2 separate regions of the Rattus norvegicus genome follow, and region 1 is linked to region 2. The links are chromatin contacts, called in public Hi-C maps. All regions are on one chromosome and are shown on one strand. Each heading gives the region's core, a stretch centred on a gene start, on an enhancer-like site or on the middle of the called end of the contact. The rest is flanking DNA. Distances are from core to core; before and after follow the strand shown.

Region 1 (4,604 bases), core at 400-2,899, 53 kb before region 2:
ACCAAAGAAAGGAGATGCGTTCTTCCCGTGACACCTCGTTTGAGCATTTACAAACAATCCCAGACAGCCTTCCTGACCGACTGTGGCACAAGACCCATCTCCATGTGGGTGTGTCCAAGCCTAGATCCTGCTGGCCACAACTCAAAAAGAGCATTCTTTATGCACCCTCTCTCCTCTCTGCGCCACCGTAATCTGAGCAGGCCTCACCCCGCTGCAGGCTGCGATTGCAGCGCCCGTAGAGCCAGCAAGGGTGCATTACTGGAGAGTAGGAAGACCCAGCCGTCTCCGTCCGGTGCCAGGTGGGACACAGCCATCATCCCGAGCTTCGAGTCCCTTCCTTCATGACTGCAGACTTTCTCTCCAGAGTCCAAGTGCTGGTGGGAAACAGCAGACCATACATGGGTCAGGCAGCCATCATCTCTTTCAGCTCTGGGTTAGAACCTGAGAAAGAGAGGCAAAAACATTCTGTGCCCACGGATGTTGGAAACCCAGCATAGACTTGCACTCCTCAATCAAAAGCACAGAAAAGTCCTTAGGGTTGTTTCTGTATACGTAGCGCCCTACCTGACTTCTGAGAGACCTTGGTCACCCTCCTCTCTCTTCAGTTTAGGTCTTTGGAGATGCTGCCAGAAGAAACCAGCTTAACTAAGAGGGGTGGGGAGGTTAGCATGTGTCATTTTCTTCGTGGTCCTCAAGTTGGGAAGGGAGGGTTCAGTGTCTGGAAAGAAACATACAGGGGAGGAAAATCCAAAGATTTGCTCCCAAGCCTGAGCGGGTGATGTGTTGGTGTCATGCCTGAGCCGCAGATGGCAGCCAGAGCTCACAGGGGCGGGTGTTCTGTGGGCGTGACTTCTACGTGGAAATCCCAATAAAATGCAGTCTGCTTCCCAGTGTGACTTTGTGCTTCTACCTTACCACCTATGGGAGCCACATAGGAGATAACCTTGCTCTTCCGTGGCGCGCGTCCATGATGTCACTTCCGGCTCTGCGCCTGCAGCAGCCACGCCTACTGCACCCCAGAGCCCTTCTCAGCACACTGCTGAATGTGGCTTCAGAGTCCTGCCTCACATTGTCACCTGCGCAGTCGCCACCAGCCAAGCAGAAATGTGGTCCAGGGTGGTCTTAAACCCCAGTGAGGGAACTGTCTTCACAGCCATGTAAAAAACAAACGTTTTAAGATCTTCCTTGGTTTGCCCCAAACCAAGCACCAAATCACAACTGCCCCCTAGAGGCCGACATGACCATTTTCAGTGTAGATCACAGGTGCTTCCTCAGAATGCTCTCCAAGCCCACCCTTCACAGCTCTTGAAGCTCAAAGTCCCTTGGCTAGATCTGAGCCGATGGGCTTGTGGTCACTTAGTGATCACCTGTGTTGAGCCCCTGCTGTGTGCAGGCACCGACTCAAGGGAAGAGTGGAGGAGCTCCGGCAAAGCTTTCGTGCTAGTTTACTAGACTCCTTAACAGGAAGAGGCTGGCCCAACCCCCACTTCAGCATCACGGGCAGGTACTGAGGGTCTTGGTGAGGTGCTGTGCTCCTGGTATGTTACAGGATGGACCCAGAGTGCCTCCTCTATCCCATCCCAGGATGTGTCAAGCAGGCATGCACTAGTGCCTGCCTAGGCTGCACAGTTGGGTTGAAGGAGTGGTATTTTCAGAGGCCAATCAGGATCTCCCATTGTGTACTCCTGGCTAGGCAGAGAGTTCACTCCTCTGTAGTGAATGACTAAGGGGCAGTTGGAAGCCCTTCTGCTTGTCTGTGACATCACGTGCTGTACAGTCCTTAGGAAAACCCGTGTGCTCATGAGAAAACGAGAGTGGAGAGGAAGGTGGTATCTTAGAGTCATTGGAAGTTAGTTTTCAGTCTTGCCGGTCGCTTTGAGGACCGGAAACATTATTTCTCAAAAGCCTGTTTGGCTGATATGCCATAGAATTGCCACTTGGTGGCAGCAGAGTGTCAACTAAATCCTGAGGGTGCCTGCTAGCTGGTGACTGTTCTGGGAGCGCTTGGGTCCTGGGCACTTCCCTCCCAATCTTTGTTCTCGGTGCCCCAGGGTGTGGTCCTTCCCTTGGGTTTCAACCTCGGTGTCTATCTGCATGATCTCGACACGTTCTGCTGCTTGGGCTTAAGTTCTCCTCGTCTGTAAAAAAAAACCACAGTCTTCCTCTCTGATCCGGGGCTGTTAGCTTTTGTCTGGAGGTTGACAAAGGGTGGCTGGGTCTGTGTACCCTGGGCCCGGACCATGTGAAACTCTGAGCATCATAACTGCTCCTTTGTGTCTTCATAAGCATGCTTTGGAATGGGATAGATGCCGATACTGAATAGATCTTCGCATGCTCCGGACACAGGATGGGCTATTGGTCCGTGTTCTAACTCCCAGAATCCTCTCTGCTAAGCTGTTGTCAAAGAAGATTCCGGAAGCACGTGATTCAGTTGTGAAGTCCAGGGAGCTGTACATCCAGAGAAGTATGGCTTCTGGCCACTGGCTGAGCATAGAGAGGGCCCACTGGGCTTGATTCCCCTGGGCATGGAGGGGCCCACTGGGTTAGGTAACCCAAGTCTTAAAAGATCGGTGTTCCGCGCTCCTGCCTCAGTTCTACCTTCCCCTGCATGCTTATTATGGTTGCTGAGTCATCAAACCGTGTCCTTGGGCGCTGGGGACACAGGTGCAACTGTTTTCATTTTCTACCTAAATTTAACTGTCCTTCCCCTCCCCCCAGCCCGCGCCACTTCTCCTTCCCCCACCAAGCCCCATTCTATCCAATAGCCAGGAGTGGGTCTCGGGTGTGATTTTGCCACTTCTGGGGAAAATTTAGGCATCCTGAGTGAAATGGTCAACTCGAGATGGCCCCTTTACCCCTGGAGGTGACTTGAGATTCTGAGACCGGGATACCCTGCTGTATTCTCTGGGTTCCTGCAACAAATCTGCCCAGGGGCTTAGCCCCCTGCACAGGGTAGCATCTGATCCATTTGAACAATGTGCTTCTGGGCCTCAGTTCTCATTTATGCAGTGAGAAGTATACACAACTGTTAGTGGGTACCTCAGGAGGTCAACGTGAGGATCCAACTCACTATCCTACAAGTCACTCTTATTTCTGCCTGATGCCCAGGAAAGAGGAACAAGTGCTCCAGGTGAGCTCTCCTCACCCAAGGTGTGCCCTTCTCACCCCAGGTGTGCCCTCCTCGCCCCAGGTGTACCCTCCTCACCCCAGGTGTGCCCTCCTCACCCCAGGTGTGCCCTCCTTATCCCAGGTGTGCCCTCCTCGCCCCAGGTGTACCCTCCTCGCCCCAGGTGTACCCTCCTCACCCCAGGTGAGCCCACCTCACTCCAGGTGTGTCCTCTTCACCCCAGGTGTACCCTCCTCACCCCAGGTGTACCCTCCTCACCCCAGGTGTGCCCTCCTCACCTCAGGTGTGCCATTCTTGAACTGTGTCTGCAGGAGTGAATCTTTTCTTACTCAACTTTACAGTCAGGCCAGGGAAAGCACCAGGCTGGCAGGTGGTTTTGATGTGGCAGCAAGCCTCAGTTTCTATTGCTTGGCCCCTCCCCCTAGCAGTAGCTAGTGTTGTCTTCTGAGACCACCCCAACCACCAGCATCCGCCCCTCCCTGAGATCCTGAATGAATGCAGTCAGCAAACCACAGTGAGTAGTCAGACTCAGAAAACCCAGATGGAGGGGAAACCACCCAGGTTGCCATGTAGCCAGCCAGTCAGGGAGCTGCAGACGCCTCTGTTCCTCCTGGAGATGACCCAGAGCCAGAGGGACCGTAAGTGAGCCCCAAGTCAGAGCAAAGCTGTTTTGTTCACACAGTTCCCCAATCCCTTATCTCCATCCCGAAACCCAAACAGCTCAGCCAACTCAAGGTTGTTGTGACTCGTTGGGCTGTAAACCCCGGCCTATCCGTGTAAATGTTCTTGGGTTCTGCAGCAGAATATTGATGTGTTTAATTACAGAATTTTCGCCCCAGGTCCTGCTGTTTGTGTTATGTAAGGAGTGGCGCGTGAATTGTGCATTAACTTTTGAAAGGACAAAAGAGCCTGAAATCTGAACCCTTTCTGACCTTTGCTTGCTGGATAAGTGACTGTGCCCTGGGGCTGTGGTGAACCCATTTGACCCTCGGGCTGTCAGAGGAAGTAGTGTAGAAATCTTACACAGATAGGAGAGCAACGGAGCAGGGTAGGCAGAAGGATGGATGGCTTGGCAAACAGAACCAGCTGGAAGTGGCTCTCTGCTCCTAAGTTTTCCCCAGCTGAAGGATCTTGGGAACATCTCCAACCTAGAAAGCTTCGACTTTCACGCTTATAGAAACGAAGCACCAGCGTCTACTTCCTGTCAGTCGTGAGCCACTGAAGGGGGTTCTGCCCCTTGGTACAAACAGAAGCAAGGCAGAATGTAAGTGTTTGATCTGATGACGATTGCAAATGGGTGTCTCCCTCAGCCTCTCCTGTGTGCCACACTTTGAATGGTAGGTTTGGAAGGGGTGGGGCAAGATGCCACATTTGGGGGGGTCCACAGACTAGACATGAATCAGGTACAACACAGACTCAGACACCCTCCCTATTCAAGGCGCTGTGTAGGAGCCTAGTTCTGGAAACTTCATGCATG
Region 2 (4,377 bases), core at 636-3,135:
GAACAGCCTGAAGAGACTCTCTGGGATCCATTCTTGGTTTCCCTATGTGTACGTGAGTGGGAGAACTAGGTAAAATTTCGGTATTTTGCTAAACATAAAGAGTGTAGCAAATTGATTCTAACGAAGCTGTGCTGTTTCAATGTCCTTCAGAATAAAACAGCTAATCCAGAGCTGATGGGAGCAGGGAAAAAAGGACCAACCTTACAGTTCTTGAAAGGAACTTACAGTTCTGTAATAACTTAGGAGGCCTCTAGCCTCTACTACTCGGAAAACCATTTTTAATTAGTGTAAGTCAACGTGTTTACGTGTTTATAAGCCAGCGTGGCCATCCTAACAGGACTGGTAGAACCTTTAATATAGCCGAAACTAATTTTGTGGAAGGAAAATTTGGTTTCCATACTTTTTGACTTTGCCAGAAAGAGTAAATCTGAAAATGGAATTCTGCCTATCTTGAAGGCAAAATTATTAATTAGCTTTATTTTGTGATCCTTTAAAACATGTAACTATTTTCATCTCCATTGTTTAAATCTGCTAGAAAAAAAAACCCGTAAGATTATAAGCCTTCATTCTTTTGACAAATGTTTATTGACTACTCTGCAAAGAGGGGAAATGCATTTCTCCTCGCAAGCGGTCAGAAAAGCCCAGAGAATAAGCATCTATGTCTCTGCCTCAGCCCCTCAGCTCCATTGTTGCCGTGGGAAGGCTGGTGCAGACAACACGGAAAGGGAAGCACGTGGCTGCGTGCCGTGCAGACTTGGTCTGTGAGTGTTAAAGTCTGTGCCGTGCGGGTCTTGTGGCATGTGGTTACGCTTCTGATTATGTCCAACCCCTTCAAAATGTAAAAAAACTCGTTCCTTATTCAGGAAACATAGAGAAGCAGACTCTGCACTGGGCTTGTCTGGTTGTCTGTAATTAGCTAATCCCCATTCGAGAAAATAAAGCAAAGTGTCTCCTCTTAACATCGGACATCACATTCTTACAGTTAAAAGAGCTGAGGCAGCCTTTACGACATGCTTGGGACTCTTCTGTCCTCGTCTTCCCATTTCCTGTTGTGCTATGAAACTTTCTGATAGAGGGATGTGATGTGCACATTAAGATATCTACACCACCAACAAATTATCCCCCTCCCCCCAGGGATTCTAGGTTGGTTTTCGCGTATGCATACCACTCAGTGTAATGCAATACACAATTAGGTTTAAAAATGGAAATCACATGATCATCTCCCTAGGCATAGGAGAGGCCTTTGACAAAGTTCAACCTTCCTGGAACCTAACCTTCCTGGAACATTAGACAAGTATGTTCACTTAAACCACTCTCATTCAGTGCTGTACACGAAGCCTTAGTTAGAGCAGTAAGATAAGAGAAGTAAAAAAAGAAAGATAGGAAAGGAAGAACACAAATTATTCTTGCTTGTAGACGTGATTCTATGCTCACAAGATCCCAAAGAGTCCACCAGAGAACTCTCAAACTCCAGCAAAGTAACGAGACATAAAATCACCATGTAAAAGCTGTAGCCTTTCTGTTTATTAATAATGAAACTGGTAAGAAAGAAAAAAATCAAGAAAAAACACCATCTATAATGCCCCTCCAGACCCTGAAAACTCAGAATTAAACTTAATTAGGGAGTGAGGCAGTGAAAGATCTCTGTAACAAAAACCTTAAGATAGTGAGGAAAGAAATTTAAGAAGATACTAGAAGATGGGAGACCTCGAGACAGAATTAATAGGGTAGAAAGTAGCTATGGTAGCCAGAGTGATTTACAGCTTCAACATGGTCTCCATCAAAATTGCATTGACATTCTTCACAGAGGTAGAAAAAAACATTCTATGACTCACGTGGTAGCTTGAATAAACCCTCATTGCCAAAGCGGTTATAGTCAGAAAGAGCAATGTGCCAGGACAAAGGCGGCCTCAAGTTAGACTGCAGAAACTGCCTGGAACCGTCACAGGGCAGACTTCTCAACAGCAGTGTTAGTGGAGCATAAGACAGAAAACTGAGCTCAAACAGCTACAGACAGAAGTCAAAAAACACACACTGGGAAAAGCACAGCATAGTATCTTCAGCAAACATAAGTTGGGAAACCGGGTATCCACATGTAGAAGAACAAAGCTGGACTCCTATCTCTTACGCTGTACAGAAACCATTAGAATAGACCTAAAGCTGAGCCCAAATACCTACATCAACCTAATCCCCGACAGAAGGCCAGAACACGCATCAGAAGAACTACAGGATGCAGATCTGCTGAGGTAAATCCTCACAAGTCACTGACACGGTGCATACAGAGCCATGTTTACTCTTCTACTGTCCACAGTGGCTAGCAAGTAGAACCAGGCTAGTTGTCCGTCAACGGATGGGTGAATGAAGCATGTACATGAAGTATATACACAGTAGGGTTTTATTTCGCCTGGAAGACTTGCGAAATCATGGTGTTTGCAGGAAAATATGTGGAAGTGGAGATCATTATGTCAACTGCAGTTTACCAGACCCAGGAAAACAAAACAAATACTGCATGCTTTACCTCATGCAGACACTCACTCTCTCTCTCTCTCTCTCTCTCTCTCTCTCTCTCTCTCTCTGTGTGTGTGTGTGTGTGTGAGTGTGTGTATACATGCATGTTTGAGATCATAAAAAGAGAGGGGAACCATGAAAGAGGGGAGGGAAAGAGGCAAATGGAATATATATGACAAGAGAGCAGGAGTAGTATTTGAAGGGAGCAGGGAGGCATCTGAGACAGGTAAGTTGGGAGGGCAGGGAACGGCAGACAGAAGGGCATGGTTAAGAACAAAGTTTAAAGACATACGTGCAAGAAATTGCCGTAAAGGGGTTGGGGATTTAGCTCAGTGGTAGAGCGCTTGCCTAGCAAACGCAAGGCCCTGGGTTCGGTCCCCAGCTCCGAAAAAAAGAAAAAAGAAAAGAAGAAAAAAAAAAGAAATTGTCGTAAGGAAACCCACTCTTTGATTTTTTTTTCTTTTTCCCGGAACTGAGGACTGAACCCAGGGCCTTGTGCTTGCTAGGCAAGTGCTCTACCACTGAGCTAAATCCCCAACCTGAAACCCACTCTTTGTATACTCAGCTTGAAATTTTACTTAAAAAGGAGATAGAAATGTCTTCTACTGGCTAGTGATACCATGGAAACCTAATATAGTTATTGTTTTTTATCATATCTTTTAGCATTTAGCAGATCATATTTTAAAGCCACTGGATCGAAACTGTGAGTTTTGAATAACGTTTTCACAACTTTTTCCCTTTTGCCACACAAGTCTCACTTTGTGTCGGCGCTTACAGTCGTGTTTGTCAACTCAAAATCGTTATCATCGATTAAGATTGAGGACACGCCAGTGGACGACCCTTCCCTGAAGATTCTTGTGGCTAACAACAGTGACACCCTGAGACTCCTCAAAATGAGTAGCTGTCCTCACGTTTCCTCTGATGGTAGGGTGTATTTTTTTTATATAAATTGAATAAGAGCTTTTATTATAGTAACAGTAGGTCACTCGTTGAAAAAGCACATGCCTTTGTAATGTAATTTATTAATTTTATTCAAAAGTGATCTTAATCTTCAAATTAGATGTCAGTTGTGTCTTCAGAAAATATCTTTCCCAAACTGACCAGAAACTACTAGCACACTTATTTACATTCCTTTTATTTGCAGCTCTCTAATGTCCTATGGTTTCTATTACGACAGTAAGAGAGCAGCCTTGCTCTGTTCCTCATTTAATCAGACTGACTGCGGGTTTCCCCCGTTTACATAAGGTCAGCTATAGGTTCATCATATGTATTCTCCGTTATTTTGAGACACATTGCTTTGGTTTTTTGTTTTTTTTTTGTTTTTTTTGTTTGTTTGGTTTTTTTTTTTTTTTTTTTTTTTTTTTTTTTTTTTTTTTGTTGGAGCTGGGGACCGAACCCAATTGCTTTGGTTTTTAACATGAAGTATAGCAGGTAGTTGCTACTCTGTGGTTCTTTTCCTACCCTTTATTTTTCAATTTTACCTCCTAATAGTAAATAAGAGAGAAAGAATGAGGGGAGAGAGAGAGACAGACAGATAGAGGGACAGAGAGACAAAGAGGCAGAGAGACAGAGAGAGAAAGATAAAGGAAAGACAGACAGACAGACAGACAGACACACACACACACACAGAGATCCCTGAATCTAATTTTTCTTCCTTTGTTTCTTATTTGAGTACCACTACTAATAAACCACAACTACCCCACCCCCCAAATCACAGCCAGCTGCTGCAGACAGGCTGAAGCAGCCCCGTAGCCCCCATATCCCCACGCCCGGGGATCAAAACGAAAACCCATTCTTGTCACTACGATGGAGGAATGTGGCGTTTTTGTCAAAAACCCTTTTCCAACTTGTTTGAGACAGGGCGTCTTG

Evidence for each region. Hi-C and Micro-C count contacts between places; a contact is called where the count stands out from the background.
Region 1: a Hi-C map of the A7r5 cell line shows a contact between it and region 2, with 3 times the contacts expected there. The contact joins two enhancer-like sites. A contact is called at or near these places in 4 of 12 Hi-C or Micro-C datasets (the A7r5 cell line, the Rat2 cell line, Schwann cells and 1 more).

The regions. Positions count from the first base shown.
Region 1 is chr17:8,121,501-8,126,104 of GRCr8, reverse strand. Slc25a48 (solute carrier family 25, member 48) reads left to right here. Exons shown (of 9, transcript XR_010059371.1): 8 at 1-2,464. Among named protein-coding and RNA genes, the nearest start is that of Il9, 6.8 kb to the right of the region's middle. Within about 2 kb of position 1,649, at least 3 of the 93 cell types and tissues checked have an H3K27ac peak or open chromatin away from gene starts, as enhancers often do. A contact at or near this core is called in the A7r5 cell line, where this site is marked.
Region 2 is chr17:8,068,774-8,073,150 of GRCr8, reverse strand. Fbxl21 (F-box and leucine-rich repeat protein 21) reads left to right here. Exons shown (of 7, transcript NM_001291408.2): 6 at 3,261-3,432. Among named protein-coding and RNA genes, the nearest start is that of Fbxl21, 7.7 kb to the left of the region's middle. Within about 2 kb of position 1,885, at least 1 of the 93 cell types and tissues checked has an H3K27ac peak or open chromatin away from gene starts, as enhancers often do. A contact at or near this core is called in the A7r5 cell line, where this site is marked.